2 separate regions of the Mus musculus genome follow, and region 1 is linked to region 2. Evidence: chromatin contacts called from public promoter capture Hi-C data. All regions are on one chromosome and are shown on one strand. The core of a region is the stretch at or near the end of the contact, and the rest is flanking DNA. Distances in the headings are between cores, read along the strand shown. Region 1 overlaps Ehd1 (EH-domain containing 1). Region 2 has its middle 20 kb from the start of Malat1.

The links. Capture Hi-C pulls out chosen DNA fragments and counts their contacts.
Region 1: a promoter capture Hi-C map of pancreatic islet shows a contact between it and region 2. A contact is called at or near these places in 3 of 130 datasets of targeted methods (extraembryonic endoderm stem cells, microglia and pancreatic cancer cells) and 2 of 9 other capture datasets (adipose tissue and pancreatic islet).

Annotation. Positions count from the first base shown.
Region 1 is chr19:6,289,374-6,294,033 of GRCm38.p6, reverse strand. The region is part of intron 2 of Ehd1 (EH-domain containing 1); the gene reads right to left. Among named protein-coding and RNA genes, the nearest start is that of Cdc42bpg, 15 kb to the left of the region's middle.
Region 2 is chr19:5,820,057-5,824,532 of GRCm38.p6, reverse strand. No RefSeq gene overlaps it. Among named protein-coding and RNA genes, the nearest start is that of Malat1, 20 kb to the right of the region's middle.

The DNA.
Region 1 (4,660 bases), core at 1,079-3,578, 470 kb before region 2:
CTTGCCTCAAGGGGTATTTTTACCCACATGACATGCACAGATGCTCAGCCAAAGCATGCTACTAGTTTATACTTAACAGCTCACTCAGCACAGTGACACAGGCACAGAGAAACCCGCCAGCTCTGTGCCCCGAACAGCGCAGTGACAATAAGCAGCAGCAATCAGCAGCTGCCATCTATCTGGTGTCTAAACATCAGATCCTTGTACAAGCCTTGCTCATTTTCTACAATAGGGGCTGGTAAGCTCAGGACCAAAACTGGCCTATCATTTGCTTGTATGAATAAAGTTTTATTGAAACAAAGGCACTCATTTACATGGCTACGCCAACTTTTGTCTGTAATAGCTGAGTTTGATTGTTGCAGCAGAAACTAAAAGCTCTACATAGCTGACAATACTAATTCAAGGAAAAGGTTTGCTGACTTTTGTTCTCCAACAAGCCCTCAAAAGTACCACAGACCACTTCCCTTTTGTGTAGGTCTTAAATGCGTCTCTAAAGCCAAGTTGCTGACTCTAGTCCTGAACCTTACTCTGTGCTGTTTCCCATCCCAATTAAAGTGACCTTTGCCATCTAAGACATCTATGACAGAGACATAACTGAATTTCCCCATTAATGACTGACAGTACTATTAGCCAGGCATGGTGGTTGGTACATACTGGAAATCTTGGAAAGCAGAGGCAGAAAGATCAAGGTTGGGCTGGTGAGATGGCTCAGCGGTTAAGAGCACTGACTGCTCTTCTGAAGGTCCTGAGTTCAAATCCCAGCAACCACATGGTGGCTCACAACCACCTGTAATGAGATCTGACGCCCTCTTCTGGTGTGTCAGAAGACAGCTACAGTGTACTTATGTATAATAATAAATAAATCTTTAAAAAAAAAAGAAAGAAAGATCAAGGTCACCCTTGGCTACAGAACACATTCAAGGACAGCATAAGTGACATGCAACTGTTTTGAACAAAATACCCCTCATCCCCCCTACACCCCCAAAAAGTATGATTTCGGGCCAGCAAGACGGTTTGTGTGTAAAAGCACTTGCTGTTCATGCTGCTGACACGATCCCGGGAACCCAGAGGAAGGAAGAGGGGCAAGCACAGAAAGCTGTCTTCTTGGTCTCCACAACTGCTCTGTGGCTCCACACACAAGTAAATAAAACTTAAGTGTGAGTCTCGCAGTTTTCTTCCTGAGGACTGGGACGGCAGGTACTGGAGGGAGTCATAGCCTGGGCGGCAAGAAGGGAAGTGGCACGGCCGACATTGCAGAGCTGGTCGCTTTCCACGTAAACGTAGCTCAGGGACTTCTGGACCCTGTCTGACAACTGTGCTTCCCTGCTGCTCTCTCCCACTGCTCCCAAATTTGAGACCCCTGCCTGCCCGTCAGGAGCACAAGCAGAGCTGGGAAGACTGGAAACAGCTGCGCAGAGCCTCATGACAGCCTGACCTCTCCGCGGAATCTGAACACTGTCCTTCTCTTTGCCTGGACTAAGTTTCCTGTCACTTACTGAATGTTCACAGGTTCCAGGTCACCCCAAATGTAGGCCAGCCCTCTGAGAACCACTTAGTACTTCCCAGAAAGTTGCCAAGACCCCAAAAGATGAGCCAGGGAAGCAACTCAGAGAGAAGACAGTCTGGAACAGGCTGGTCCAGCCAAACTCTTGCCTCACAAACCGCTCTAGCACTGGGAAAACTACTCCAAGCCCAACCTCAGGAGGGCTGACGTGCAATCTTCAGATGCAGGAGACAGACAGACAGACAGACAGACAGACAGACAGACTGACTGTAGGGGGAAGTCCCGAGGAAAGGACAGTGTCCAGGACTACACATGCTGGCACAGGATTCCCCACCACCCCGTTCATCAAGGCCTGCTGATGCTGCACTGTACAGCTAGGGGGGGTACCACTCAATGTTCCCCCACCCTGTGTATAAAGCTGGGGTGGTGGCACTTCGAAGGTGCTAGGCTAGACAGGCCAAGCAAAAACAAAGTTCTGGGTTCAATTCCAGGCAATACCAGGAAACAATTAAGAAGAACAAAGCCAATGAGATGGCTCAGCTGATCTGGGTGCTTTCCATACGAGCCTGGCAGTGAATTTGATCTTTGGGACCCATGTGAAGGTGGAGAGAGAACCCTTCTCTACAAGGTTGTCTTCTGACCTCTACATTCTTGACACACAGGAACTTGGGGGCACATTAGTCAGCCAATTGAGGCTACCTTGAAGGCGGAGGTACACTGAGCTGCAGTCGGTGTGCGGCTGGTTCAGTGTCAGAGCTTCAGGTATCAGTGCACAGGGAGGGCCAGGTCACACTGCATTTCAGCAGCCAGTACAGCCAGCCAGTTCCAAAGTACAAGGCCCTCCTTGCTCCCTGCAGCTGGCTGGGAGCAGGGAGTGGACACCGGAGGAGTGAGCTGTCAGCAGAAAACCAGAAGGGAAGGTCTAGAGCAGCAGCATAGCGGGAAGCAGAGGCCAGGAGAGGCAGCTGCTGCCCAGGGCTCTGAGCTGTACCCCAGCTGAGCCCAGAGCCTGTCCGGGGCCCTGAGGCCTTCCTTGTACGTGAGTTCTAGGAACACAGCACTGCTGAAGAAGTGCTGACTCAGGAACTGACACTCCTGCTCACCAAAGAGAGGCTCTGCTCCTTCCCACTCAGCCCATTTGGCCCCATCCAAAGCTGAAGCTACCTCACACAGCAGGGGCAGCAGCGAGGCCAAACCCCAGTTCCTGCGAACAGGGAAACTCCAGGCCAAGCACCACCAGTCCTGTTGGCTTTGGCTAGGCAGTCAGGCCTTCAGCAGGGAAGCTGAGGTCACCTTCCCAAGCCCTGAGCACTATGGCCCCAATCCTTTCCCCTCTGGTGGGGGAAGGGAACACTGAATGAGAGCGATGGGAGGAGGCCCTTCCCCTGGCCCTCCCGCCCGCCCGCCTGGTTCTCCGCAGCACTGCAGTTAGCTGGGTTGGGTTTGCTTTTCCTTTTTCTAGGGGACAGAGTCTCACTGTGTAGCCCTGGCTGGCCTGGAACTCACTAGGAGACCAGGCTGGCATCAAATTCAGAGATTCACCTGCCTCTGCCTCTCAAATACAGGAATTAAAAGCATGAGCCATCATGTTCAGCTTCATTAAGTCTCTTCTTCTTTCTCAGGCGGTGAAGGGACCTTCCCGGTTAATTATTTTTGGAGTTTAAGACAGGCTTGGGCTGGTGAGATGGCTCAGTGGGTAAGAGCACCCGACTGCTCTTCCGAAGGTCCAGAGTTCAAATCCCAGCAACCACATGGTGGCTCACAACCATCCGTAACAAGATCTGACTCCCTCTTCTGGTGTGTCTGAAGACAGCTACAGTGTACTTACATATAATAATAAATAAATCTTTAAAAAAAAAAAAAAAAAAAAAAAAGACAGGCTATTACTCCATATTCCAAGCAGGCTTCAAATGGTGGCAATTCTCCTGCCTCTGCCTCCTGAGGGGCGGGATTGCAGATAAGAGCTACCATGCTTGATTTTTCTGAGGTCACCTTCCAAGCCCGACCGACTATGGCCCCAAACCTTTTCCCTCTGGTGGGAAACACGCTTTGGGTGAAAAGAGAGCACTCTGGGTGACCAAACACATCACTGATTACCCAAAGGACTGCAGCCATGTTGACACAGGCATGTGACTCTATGACTGTAGGCCACCCGCAGGCCCATCTGGCACTATTGAACCGATTGTCCCTCATTACACTCAGGTGTCTTATGTGGATTTAGAGAGAGGACACTGGTTTCCAGGAGCCCTGGACGCCAAAGGGTGGCAATGGACATGGAGCCCAGGAGAGCCACGCAGTCACAAAAGCAGACTCCCGGCTCTCGGTGAGGAGTTCAAGCTGGTGACAGAGCTGGCAAAACAGCAGGCCGCAGGGTGCGTGTCCGTCCCACCCACACAACAACATAAAGGTAGCTGTGTGCACACACAGAGGGAAAGAGTATCTAACAGGGGCACCCTGCACCACCGTCTGGCTAGAGAGAGCGGACACCAGTTTCCACCAAGGATACAGAGCACACAGCTTGAGAGGATAGACGAGACGGAGAAGCCCACCTGCAGGGGGAGGGACTTCAGTGGGGACCAGAGACATCTCAGATAAGGAAGGAGTGGCCATGTGAACAACTGTATGACAAGCCCCAGCAGCCAGGCCCACCTATGAGGAAGCCAGGGGGCGATGCAGAGAAGACACTGGGGCCAGGGCCAGGGTGGAAGGCAAGGTGGCAGTGCTGACTGAAAGGTTTTGGGAAAATGGAACAGTGTGATGGCTCACAGCAGTGCAGCGGCACCAAACCCCACTGCTCTCCAAGACGGTGGGAAACGGTACAGCTTATATAGTAGGTACATTTCTCCAAAATTAGAAAATAAAGGAAATTCAAGTATGATAATGTGTATTTCTAGTCCCAGCACTTGAAAAGTAGAGGCAGAAGAATCAGGCATTCAAGGTCATCAGTGGAGAAATAAGAAGTTAGGGCCAGCACAGGCTGTATGATATCCTGTTTGTTTCTAAGACAGGGTCTCACTATGTGGCTGTCCTGGAATTCACTATGTAGACCAGGCTGGCCTTGAGCACAGAGGTCCTCCAGCCTCTGTCTCCTGAGTCCTGGGATTAAAGGCCTGTGGCCACACACAGGGCTGATATTCTGCCTTTAAAAACAAAACT
Region 2 (4,476 bases), core at 988-3,487:
AAAAGCAGGAGGCCACTGTGAGCCGCATGATAGCTTATATCTCTTCCAGTTCAGGGTATGGAGACAAACCCAGGTCACAGCTTTTCTCACAGTGGCATTAAAGCTGAACTGGGCCAGAATCTACACTGTCTTTCTCTCCCTCGTAAGCGCCAGCAGATCACCAGTTCCTGAGTTCAGTGACCTTCAGCACCTGGCGTCTTAACTGTGGTTTCTGTCTAGTCCTTTGACTCCTTGGTTGTCTCGTCTCTCTTCATAGTTCTGCTGGCTGACTGTTCTACCCTCTCTTTCTGGGCTTTCCTTCCAGGCTGCTGGTGTTTGATGGATACAGCATTTGGAATCCTTGAGATGCCTTCAGGGACCGAGTGCACCATGAGGCCAGAACCTGAGGCTCTCTTTTACTATCAAAGTCCATGAGACTCTGGAGACAGGCTCTCCACGTCTAACTAAATAGGAGCTCAGCAGTTGTCAAAGATGCTGGCCAACAAGCTCTGGGATTTGCCTGCCTCCGCACCCTCAGCTTTAAGGTTACGACATGTAGGACCACTACTAACCATTTAGGTAGATTCCAGCGATTCCCAATTCAGGGTCCTGAGGTAGCACAGCTGGCCCTCCCTCCCAGCTACCCTTCTTGAAACTTCTGAGGATACATTCATGTTTGCTATGTTTGGAAACTAAGCCAGAGAGTAGCAGAGAACACCTGGGCCTCCCTCCCAGCTACCCTTCTTGAAACTTCTGAGGATACATTCATGTTTGCTATGTTTGGAAACTAAGCCAGAGAGTAGCAGAGAACACCTGGGCCTGACTGTGCAGGGGAGTGAGCAAGACAGGCCTTGCAGTTCCCTAGCCAGCTGAGTCATGCAAACAACTGTGATCTCAGCATCTAGAGGCTGAAGCAGGAGGATCTGGGCTGGAGAAGGCAGGTCTCCGGCTAGTCTGTCAACCTGACACACAAGCTAGAGTCACTTGAGAGGAAGGCGCCACAGTTGAGAAAATGGCCTCCATGAGATCTGACTATAGGCAGGCATGTTGGGCATTTTCTCAGTAAGAACTGAGTTGGGAGGGCCCAGCAGCCTCTCGTGGGTGGTGCTGGCCCTGCGCTGGTGGTCCTTGACTCTGATGAGCAAGCTAGCGGTAAGCAGCAAGCAGCGCACTGCCGCCTCAACGTCAGCTCCTCCCTCCCAGCTGGTTCCTGAGCTCTTTGAAGCCTTGGCTTCCCACCATAGGCTCTGACTTAGGACACGTAACCCTTTCTTCCCCAAGTTGCTGTGGTCATGATGTTTCATCACAGCAGTAGTAACTCTTAAGACAGCAGTTCTCTCATCAAAATCTATAGTTTTGGGAAAGTCTCTAAATGTACTACCAACCTTGTTTTTTGGCTTCTGTAGTTTTTTGCTTCTGTGTAACTGATCTCGTTAACCGAAGTACATCAACCCAGAAACCCGGGGGGTTTGTGCTTAAAATTTCACCTGAGAAAGGCTCGGGCCTACACTGGGATCCTGAGCACCCCGTGTAGTTGCCAACCAGCTGGTAAGGACTTCCTATTGGCCTGAGCCTATGTCCTAACAGTCTTCTCTATAGGTACCCCACACTGCTGCAGCTCCCCACTGACTCTAGAAGGAATTCTAGAATGACAACTTAGACCCATGGCGCTCAGGATACCTTGGCTCTGGACATCCAGTTGTCAATTAATAAAGCGGGAGAGAGACTGGGGGGCATCAATCTGAGCAGTGGTAGGGTTTCCGGGGCACAATGGGCACAGTGCCAGCCTTAGCCTGGCACTGTGCCTGTGGGATCCCAGCTCCAACCTTCTGAAAAGACCGGGTCAGGATGCTCTGTGCCTCTTGCAACAAAGAGCAGCTTTGTGGTCCCCACCTGGAGGGCACATGAGGTCCACAGCCTGGACTTTTTTCTGCCTCAGGAATTTCAGCCTCGAGGCTCAGCTCTGACCCTGACCTCTCGCCTTAGGCATCTCTCCACTGTGTGAGCCCCAAGTCTAATCCTGGTCAAGATCCTGTCAGTTAGAACTACTGCTCTACCTCCAGAGTCCCCGCCTGGAATATCCTAACCAATTTACCTAGAAGCTCCTCCTTCTGGACCTAATTAGAGTCCCACACATTTTAGCGCTGTCGGAAGCCACCCACAGCTGGTGACAATCACTGACGCAGGCTTGGGAGCCTCAGTCACAGTCATCTCTAGCTGCGTCACCGATATTTATAGTTGTACCTAACTCCAGAAAAGGAAGCAGTGTTCCTGAACCAAGCTGGCAAAGGCACACTCCTGGGAACTCCGCTTGGGCACACTCCTGGGAACTCGGCTTGGGCACACTCCTGGGAACTCTGCTTGGGCACACTCCTGGGAACTCGGCTGCTTGGGTACACTCCTGGGAACTCTGCTTGGGCACACTCCTGGGAACTCTGCTTGGGCACACTCCTGGGAACTCTGCTTGGGCACACTCCTGGGAACTCGGCTGCTTGGGCACACTCCTGGGAACTCGGCTGCTTGGGCAGTGTGGCTGGACTTCGAGCCCCACCCCCACACTTTCATTACTTATAAAATTTACCAGTTGTCAGAGTGTTTTAAATACAAGCCTGTTGTGCTCATCTTTTAAATTTATTTTTTGCTATATTGGAAATTCAATCCAGGGCCTTGTATATTATATTCTATTATATATTATATTATATTCTCGTCAGCTTTTACTGCCTTGAGATCGGGCCTACTAGCTTGACTGACTTTGAGCACAAGCCAACTGCCTCAGTTTCTTGTGTAGCTGAGAGGAGAAGCTGGCACCATCATGCCCTCCTATAACAACCACATTTTAAAAACCAAATTACTTTTTTTCTTTTTATTTACTTTTTTTCCCCTTTTTTTGAAACAAGGTCTCTCTGTGTAGCCTTGGGTGTTTTAGAACTTGCTCTGTAGACTAGGCTGACATCAAACTCAGAGATCTGCTGCCCTTTGCCTCCCTAGTGCTAAGAGTAAAGGTGTGATCCACCATGCCAGGCAAGTCTTTATTTTTAAAAATCCTGCTCCTTGCTCTTACTCTCTTATCTCTCTTACTCTTGCCTCCCCTTCCCCCATCCCCTCCCCCATCCCATGTGGTCATGCCCGGCCTCTACTTCTCTACTCTCTCCCTCTCTCTGCCTTTCTCTGCCTCTACTACACTCTTTTTTTTTTTTTTTTTTTTTTAAAGATTTATTTATTTATTATATGTAAGTACACTGTAGCTGTCTTCAGACACTCCAGAAGAGGGAGTCAGATCTCGTTACGGATGGTTGTGAGCCACCATGTGGTTGCTGGGATTTGAACTCTGGACCTTTGGAAGAGCAGTCGGGTGCTCTTACCCACTGAGCCATCTCACCAGCCCCTCTACTACACTCTTAATTCCCCTCCCTATGCCCCAAATAAACTCTATTCTATACTAAAAAAAAAAAAAAAAAATCCTGCTCCTTTATTTTTTAATGTGTATGTGACTATGTAAGCTTATGTGCCCCATGTGCATGCAAGATCCTGAGGCACAAACAAGCATCAGGTCCCTCGGACTAGAGTTATAGACAATGTGAGCTACTATATGGGTGCTAGGACTGGAACTTCGATCCTCTAAAGAGCAGCCACCGATAGGGTTTCTCTGTGTAGCCCTGGCTGTCCTGGAGCTCACTCTGTAGACGAACTCACATAGATCACCTGCCACTGCCTCCCAGGTGCTGGGATTAAAGGAGTGAGTCGCCATGGCTTTTTTTTTAATGAATTAATTAATTTAGTTAGTTAGTTAGTTAGTTAGTTAGTTTTTCGAGACAGGGTTTCTCTGGCTGTCCTGGAACTCACTCTGTAGACCAGACCTTGAACTCAGAAATCCGCCTGCCTCTGCCTCCCAAGTGCTGGGATTAAAGGCATGTGCCACCACCGCCCGGCTATTTATTTTTTTAAGATGGTTTCTCTGTACACAATCCTGACTGTCCTGGAACTTGCTCAGTTAAACAAGGTTGGCCCCTGCCTCCCAAGTGTTGGGATTAAAGGTGTGTGCCTGGCTCTGGCAGGGCTCCTGACCATGGAAATATTTCTCCAGCCTCCTTGTTATTTAAAATTTGTCCTTCTTTCTTTTTTTGTTTTTGTTTGTTTGGTTTGTTTTGCTATTGTTGTTTTCAGACAGGGTCTCACAATGTAGTTCTGATTGGTCTGGAACTCACTATGTAGACCACAGTGGCCTCAAACTCACAAGAGATTGGCCTGCTTCCCCAGTACTAGAATTAAAGGTGTGCAACACAATGCTGGGGTTTGTATTTAGATTTAATTACTTGTTATTTTATGTGTATTTTGTTTTGCCTGCATGTAAGTATGTACACCATGTGTGTACCTGGTACATGAGAAGGTCAGAGAGGGCTTCAGAGTCCCTGGAGCAGAGTTGCAGAGGGTTGTGAGTTGCCATGTAGATACTGGGACTTGAACCTGGATCCTCTGAAAGAGCAACGAGTGTTTTTT